Regions from separate parts of the Rattus norvegicus genome. Here region 2 is linked to region 1. Evidence: chromatin contacts called from public Hi-C data. All regions are on one chromosome and are shown on one strand. Each heading gives the region's core, a stretch centred on a gene start, on an enhancer-like site or on the middle of the called end of the contact. The rest is flanking DNA. Distances are from core to core; before and after follow the strand shown.

Region 1 (3,534 bases), core at 559-3,058:
AAAAGGGGGGGGGCTGGGGATTTAGCTCAGTGGTAGAGCGCTTGCCTAGGAAGCACAAGGCCCTGGGTTCGGTCCCCAGCTCCGAAAAAAAAAAAAAGACCAAAAAAAAAAAAAAAAAAAAAAAAAAAAAAAAAAGACCACAGCTCCAATTCATCCATTTTACAAAGAGAAAAAAAAAAGTTTTGGGAAGAGATTATGAAACCTTCCTCAGATCAGTAACTATGGAATGTGGCCCCACATGACTCCATGCCCATTTCCTCTGAGAAGATAACACTTACCTACCAAGGACAATCCCCTCCCAAAGGGATGAATGACACAGCAAGTCATGAAGACATACTTTGGAATCAAACCTGACCAGGTTCAAGGCCAGGCTTTACCCCATACTGTGTGGCCTTGTTCAAGGTACTTAAGCTCTCAGAAGAGAAGATCGGATTTCCCAAGCTGTAAAATCAGGAAACAGTATCCACCTCAGATGGGCTAAGGACTAAGGACTAAGCTAAACAATGTAGAAGCTTTGCCTGCAACATGAAAATGCTGAAATATTAATTCCCGGGAAGAACGCCTCCAAGGAAAAGAAAATGCTTCCCAGAATAAGGTGTTTGATGTATGTTTTCACTTTAGCTAAAACGCATAAGGAAAAGGCGACTACAATTAACTTGCTTGCAGCTGTACTCCTAACAAGGCTAAGAGTCGGCATAGCACAAACTATTCACAATCTAACCAAAGAGGAAGACTATGAAACAGGATGGTCAACGATGGATGATGTCTCTTGCAGCACCAGCTAATGACCTACAAAAGATAGGGCTCCTCAGCTCGCTTTACCACAGAGCCATCAGCTCTCGCATTCAAAAAGGTTTTGACTGCACAGAGAATTTAAACATAAAGCTATAAGTGTTCTGTTCCGTTCCGTATTAAAACTAGAGCTTTTAAGCGGTCACAATATTACGAAGTTTTTAAAGCGTGAACTCTGATTGTAAGCCGATCACGTGACCCCCCATCAGCCCCCAGCTTAAATGTAAAATATGCAAATTCCCAACCTGTAACAGCTTTGTGCGACCCGGTTTTGCAGCCTCCACCCCCCTGTCCCTAGCTGTCCAGCCCACGTTTAAATCCGCGGTGAAGTGGTTATTTTCAAAGACGACAGCACCGTAGCGACTAGGACCAGTGATCAACCATTCTTTCTCCAGAAAGAAATACATACTACAAGGTGCAAAAACAGGACAGGATCAAAAAGCGTAAAGACAGTCACAAGGAGAAAAAACATGAATGAATGTGGAGGGCGGAGCCTGGGAAAACCCCTCTGCAACGCTGCACTGAACAAAGCGCTTCGCATGCCAGAAGGAGGGGGGAATGGAAGTGCCAGCTCCGGAAGGAGCCTGGAGTGGATGCGGAGAGCAGGAGGAGGAGGAGGACAGAGTCGGCGAGAGCGGCAGCCTTGAGACTCCTCCTCGCGCCAGCCTCGCCACAGCCCCCTCCCCTCTCTAGCCGCAACTCCTGCTGGAGCCCGACCCGCAGCGAGCCCGAGCCGCCCCGCGCCCCTACCCACCGGCCCCGACCCACCAGCGGCGGGCGCGCGCCCTACCCGGAGAGAAACTACCCAGGTGGCCCGGAGTAAAACAGGCACTCCCGGCAAAGAACGAAAGGGAAAGCGAGCCACAAAGCCGGGAGGTGCGGAAGCCGCGGCCTGGTCTCCCGCAGCCCCGCCGAGCCCTCCTGCGAGAAGCGGCCGTGGCGACCGGGAGGCCGGCCCTCCGTACCTGCTGGGCTCGCAGGACCGCAGCTCCCGCCGCCTGCGCGGCCAGGACCCGCCGAAGTGGCAAGCGGCTCCCGCACGCAGCATCCCCTCCGCAAGGTCGGCGCCGGCACACGCGCACACACTCACACGCACACCCGCGCGCCCGCCCGCCCGCCCGCCAGGGGGAGGTGGTCCCGGCCCCCGCCCCCCGCGCCGCGCTCTCCCGGGTGCAGCGCCCCCACCGCCAAGCCCGGCCCGCACCCGTCGGGAACTGCGCTGCACTTGACAACCGGGACACAAGCAGAGCCTCCTCCCGACGGGCACTGAGGCGCGAGCAAGGCGCGGGAGGGACCGAGTGGAACCCGGCGGGAGAGCGGCCTTTACCTCTCCCGGGTGTCCGTGAGGACCGCTGGCAGCGCGAGGGCGGCCAGGGCGAAGGTCGGCGGCTTCCCCGCGCGTGGGCGGGGCGGCAGGGGATCCCCGGGGGCGGCGGGGCGGGGGCTGCGGCGGGAGGGCGGGCTCCTGTGAAGCCGGCCCGGGGCCCCCTGCCGCCCCGCCCGCCCGCCCGCCCGCCCGCCCGCCGGCCGCAGGCCCCGCCGCGGGGACCCAGGACGCAGGAGGAGGCGCGGCCCGAGGGGCGGGGCGGGGCGGGGCGGTGGCGGAGGCGGGGCTCCGCGGCCCGGGGAAGCCCGGCCGGGCCGCAGTCGGGGGCGGTTGGCCCGAGAGGAGGGGCGGGGCCGGGCGGGGCCGGATTCTCTTTACCGTCTTTTGACTTTCTAGAGCAGGCTGTGGGCCGGCCCGGTGACGTCATGGTGTCTCCCAGCCCCGCCCCTCGCCCTGGCCCTGGTAGGGAGGAGGAGGACCCGGGAGGGAGGGGGGACCCCAAGGGGGTTTCCTCAGCTCCGCGTAGAGGGAAGGGGAAATCATAGTGAAACTTGAAACTCATTAACTTTGAAAAATAACTTTGAAAAAAAGAGAGAGAGAAAGGGGGCTGGGGTGTTGACTTGGAGGGTCAGAGGGGACATGTTATTAAGCCCTGAACTGAAACCACTCTTTTGGTGGCGGATGTTCTATTAAAAGACCGAGGAAAGCCAAGGTTATTCCGGAGAGAGCCGGTGCTTCCCAGAGCCTAAGCAACAGCGAGCGCTGTTAACCCCTCCTTGACTGCCTGTCAGCTGGGGACTAACCCGCGAGGGAACTTTGGAAGCCGAGGAGGGGGTGCGGGGCGGAGCCACCCAGCAGGCTTCTGGAACTCTGGGGGAGTGAAATGGAAAGACAGACTAATTTATTACAAACCAGAGTTTGACCCCGGCTGCTAGAAAGCGTTAGAGAACGGGAACTGGAAACTTCTGGAAATATCAGGGGAGCTGGATCTGGGGAGCGAAGCAGGTTTTCAAGGGTAGATAGACATGAAGAATACTAGCAGTTTGAACTTCAAAATTCCACGCATCCACAAAAGAGTCTGCAGAAGGGACGGATTTAACGGGTCACCTCAAAGTTGGAAAGGATAAGGTGTAAAAAAAAAATGACGCAAAACAAAAATATTCTTTGTTAAATGATCATACGCCCACTAACAGCTGACCATCGTGCAAACTTGTTTTGCTCCCTTAGGCTTTCAGAAAGATGGTCGTTCCTACTAACGATTGACCCTTAAAATCCCCCGAGGAAGTCCTACCTCTAGCTTGCTGGAGCTAAGAAAAGCTCAAAGCCCCGGAATGGAAATTATTAAAAATGGAATACTCAGTAATGGCGAGCTTAGAGCCAAAAATAATGTTTTGCAAAGGAAAAAATATGCCTAC
Region 2 (3,534 bases), core at 771-3,270, 420 kb after region 1:
CCAAGTCTACAGGCTCCATCCTTGGGTTCCTGCTCTTCCACCACCCTGGGTGTTCACATCTGTTATTTTCTTGGCGAAAGATCTCACATCTACTTTCAGAAACTCATACTTCAGGTCAGTCACCAGGAAAGCCACTCCTGCCCGTGTCAGCCCTCAGGAACTCCTCCAGTTCCCTAAGTGCTAGCTACGATGCTCCCCAGCATGTACCTCTCGTTTGACACGGACTGGATGCAACTTTGGATGTCTGAGCACCCCCTCATTTACAGGCTATTGAGTTAGGACATGGATAACCAGAGCCAGCCAACAGGCTTGTTTCTAGAAATGCAGGGTACGGCATTCCAGGCATAGATATGCCAGGCATGACATCACAGGGCTGGGAAGGTGTTAATGTCCTCACCGAGAGCAGAGGAGGTCAGCCAACACTGGAGGATAAGAAAGGGGTAACACTGAGTGAGGGGTCTGGGTGAAAATGGATGGCTGAAGCTCTGGCTATGGTTTAGGTGGGAGGGCTGGTATCTTTTTGAGATGGGGAGACCATGTTGAACCTTAAAAATATGCTCACAATGCTTTCAGAAAGCCAGAGGGCGAGCTGGGGAGATGTCTGATGCTTTTCTGACTATTCATGGAAATTAAACAAAACCGGAAAGGGTCTTAAGCAATTTCTACCAACTTAAATATACATATTTAAGTTATGAATCTCTAAGATAGGAATATAGAGGCCAGCCTTATCAATTTTGGGCAGATAATTGTGTGCAAAAGCCTCTCGTTGGATGCCCTTTGGAACATGTTTAATAAATGCTATTTACATTTGTTCTCATCCATGTTTACTTGTGTGTTAAAAAATAGGGAAACATTGGAGAATTTTAGAAATGTACATTTATTTTGCCAAACTTTACTGTGTTAAAAGCTAGCATTTTTTGGCAAATTTTGAACAAAAGAATGAGACCAGCCCAGATTAGGCGTAGCCAAGATAACCAAAGAATTCTTTGAGGTATGTATGCATTATAAAATTGGAATCCCACCACGTGACTTTTTCAAATTGCTTTCCTTTTTTAAAAAAAATTTCCTTATCTTCCAGAAATTAAAGCACTGAATGGATATTGAAGAATAAACAAATTCTTACTTATTTTCTTCTGCATTGTTCAGATTTTCAATTATAAGAAAAGCCCCACTTCCGCATTGGGGCTTCCCTCAAGAGTTCTTTTGGTTTGTTTTAGGGATAGTTCATTTTGGAAAGTTTGTTTCTCTTTGCCTTAACTCTCTTCTACACTGCAAAGTGACAAGACCCCGCCCACTTCTGTTGTCACCGAAATGGTGACTGAAGTCAGATACACACATTTGAAACCGGGGTATTTTAACATACAAAGTGATCCATGTAAAATAATGCCATTCAACACGAAGCAAAAATTCTCTCAGGGTTGTCTGCCAATCTATTATCTCTACTCCCACCCCCTACAACAGGAGAGGTGACATAATGTCTTTATCTGGGGACACCATTGTAAGCTAAACTTCAGCCTAACCTTTTAATGGTTTCTTCATGACAGTCTCTGACACCGCAAATGAATCCCGTTGTCACAACTGATACGCTGTCGCCTGATCCTGACAGAAGCTGATGAGCATGCTACTCAGTTTTTCCACCACAGCCATGGGGCAGCTACTGACATTCCTCAGGCCCTGTCCCGCAGACATCTAACACAGCATCCCACTACTAGGACAGTCCAAGGACCCTCTAGTTCTTTCATCTGCGCGGAACTCAAAATAACCAGGAAGACTGGTTCTGACTTAGGGATTTTCCTTTTCTGAAACAGCTAACTGGCGCTCCGGATTATATCAGTGAAGAATCAAGAGCCTGGAATCCACACGAGCTTTATTTAGGAAGGAAAACAGTCTGGTTAGTTTAGGCCTTGATTAAAACAATGTAGGGATACTTTACCAGTCCTTGGACACTGATATATAACCATTATGATAAAGGAACTGGGTAACTGCCTCACTCCCAACACAAACAAACAATTCCACCTGAACCTCAGGCAGGCCTTTCCGCTAAAGCGTTAGGAGGAAGGTTTATGGTGTGTAGAGGAGCTGGGCTCAGGCTACCTAGGAAATAATCCGTGTCCAAAGAACCCACAGGCCTCCAAGGCTTACCAGAGTCCAGACAAGGACTGCTGTAGTCACTGTAGGGCGGCTCTCAGAACAGACTTTGTTTAATCAGCTGCCCGAGTCCCATGAAAGACCTTTGTTTAACAAGTAAGTAAATGTATTCTGGACAGAAAAGCAGAAGCAAAACACACATTGAGGTTTTTCCCCGTGGAAGAATGCTTTCCCAGTGTGCACCAAGCCCTGCATTGCAACCCAAACAGGAGCAACATGTCCCCTAAACGAACAACAAAAGTACTTTCCAAGTAAGATCAGACGGGGAAAATAAAATAAAGTGTGTTAAAGAGGGTTGAAGGAAATTTTGGGAAACAATGTAATTACTACTCTGCCCATAATAGCAACTTTTATATTTTCTCTAGGCACACGTATACACAGGGGTGAGGTGGGGGAACTTAATGATTTAGATTTGAATTTCTCCTGCCTTCTCATTGACCTTGAAAAACGAAGTAGCTCAGGTTACACAACCTTGAACTAAGCAGAGACTAAAGCTTCACAGTGCTAGTGTTGAGCATACAGTTGGGGCTACAGCTTGAGTTTAGGTTGGTGTTGGGTTCACAGTGACAGATCCGTCCCAGCCTAGGGAAGTAAGAGAACACACCTGTTCAGATGGTGTTACATGAACAGCTTCAGCTCGAACTCTGAGAAGAGAAGGGAAGTTCATCTACACTGGAGAAGTAGACCAACAGACACATTAGAGTTAAAATGGAGTCTCACATACATGGAGGTCAGACCAGAAAGAGAACCAGGTTTCTCCTTCAGGAAAAATCCCACCCATTTCTGTAAGGTGTCCTAATACTTTTTTGTATCACTGTTTAGAGTCACCCCATGGCACCAGTGTCAACATAAAGGGACAAGGAAGGAACGGCAGGCTTATGAGAACTCTCAGGTCCTCTTCTCGAGGTGTCCTGACCACAGCTGGAAGCAACTCCCGTGTTTATCTGCAGTCCCTACAGAGCCCAGAGCACACTGTGTAATGCGCTGTGTGCCTTTCAAGTCGGAAGCTCTGTACATAAAAGCACTTACCCTTCGGGGGTCCCAGCTATAGTTATTTCTGTACAACCATCAACAAAGCCATTAGCCACAGGATCTGAGGTGGCTGCTGACCTGGTACGGCGGACAGGCACGGCATGCTTGTCCTTCAGGGGACCTCACTGAAGTCACTGCTGTGGCTTCCTCAGCTTGGACATATTTGGTCTAGGGAATGCAAGGAATTTGCTGGCTGAGCAACTTCACCCATTCTGCTTTGTAAGGCTCCTCTCCATAACTGTTTCTAAAAAAAGAAGAAAAATCCCCCAGCAGGCTCTGTGGCAGAAGTAGCACCCTGGTCAAGGGGACAGTTTAAATGTGAAAGAAATTTCTCAAAACTGCACCACACTTACT

Evidence for each region. Hi-C and Micro-C count contacts between places; a contact is called where the count stands out from the background.
Region 2: a Hi-C map of the A7r5 cell line shows a contact between it and region 1, with 7 times the contacts expected there. The contact joins the enhancer-like site here to the promoter of Hivep1 in region 1. A contact is called at or near these places in 4 of 12 Hi-C or Micro-C datasets (the A7r5 cell line, the Rat2 cell line, Schwann cells and 1 more).

Annotation. Positions count from the first base shown.
Region 1 is chr17:22,915,388-22,918,921 of GRCr8, forward strand. Hivep1 (HIVEP zinc finger 1) reads right to left here and starts at 1,809. Exons shown (of 9, transcript NM_001105751.2): 1 at 1,758-1,809. It overlaps LOC108348545 (a long non-coding RNA gene), which reads left to right and starts at 2,573. Exons shown (of 2, transcript XR_005495726.2): 1 at 2,573-3,534.
Region 2 is chr17:23,330,936-23,334,469 of GRCr8, forward strand. No RefSeq gene overlaps it. Among named protein-coding and RNA genes, the nearest start is that of Tmem170b, 43 kb to the right of the region's middle. Within about 2 kb of position 2,021, at least 29 of the 93 cell types and tissues checked have an H3K27ac peak or open chromatin away from gene starts, as enhancers often do.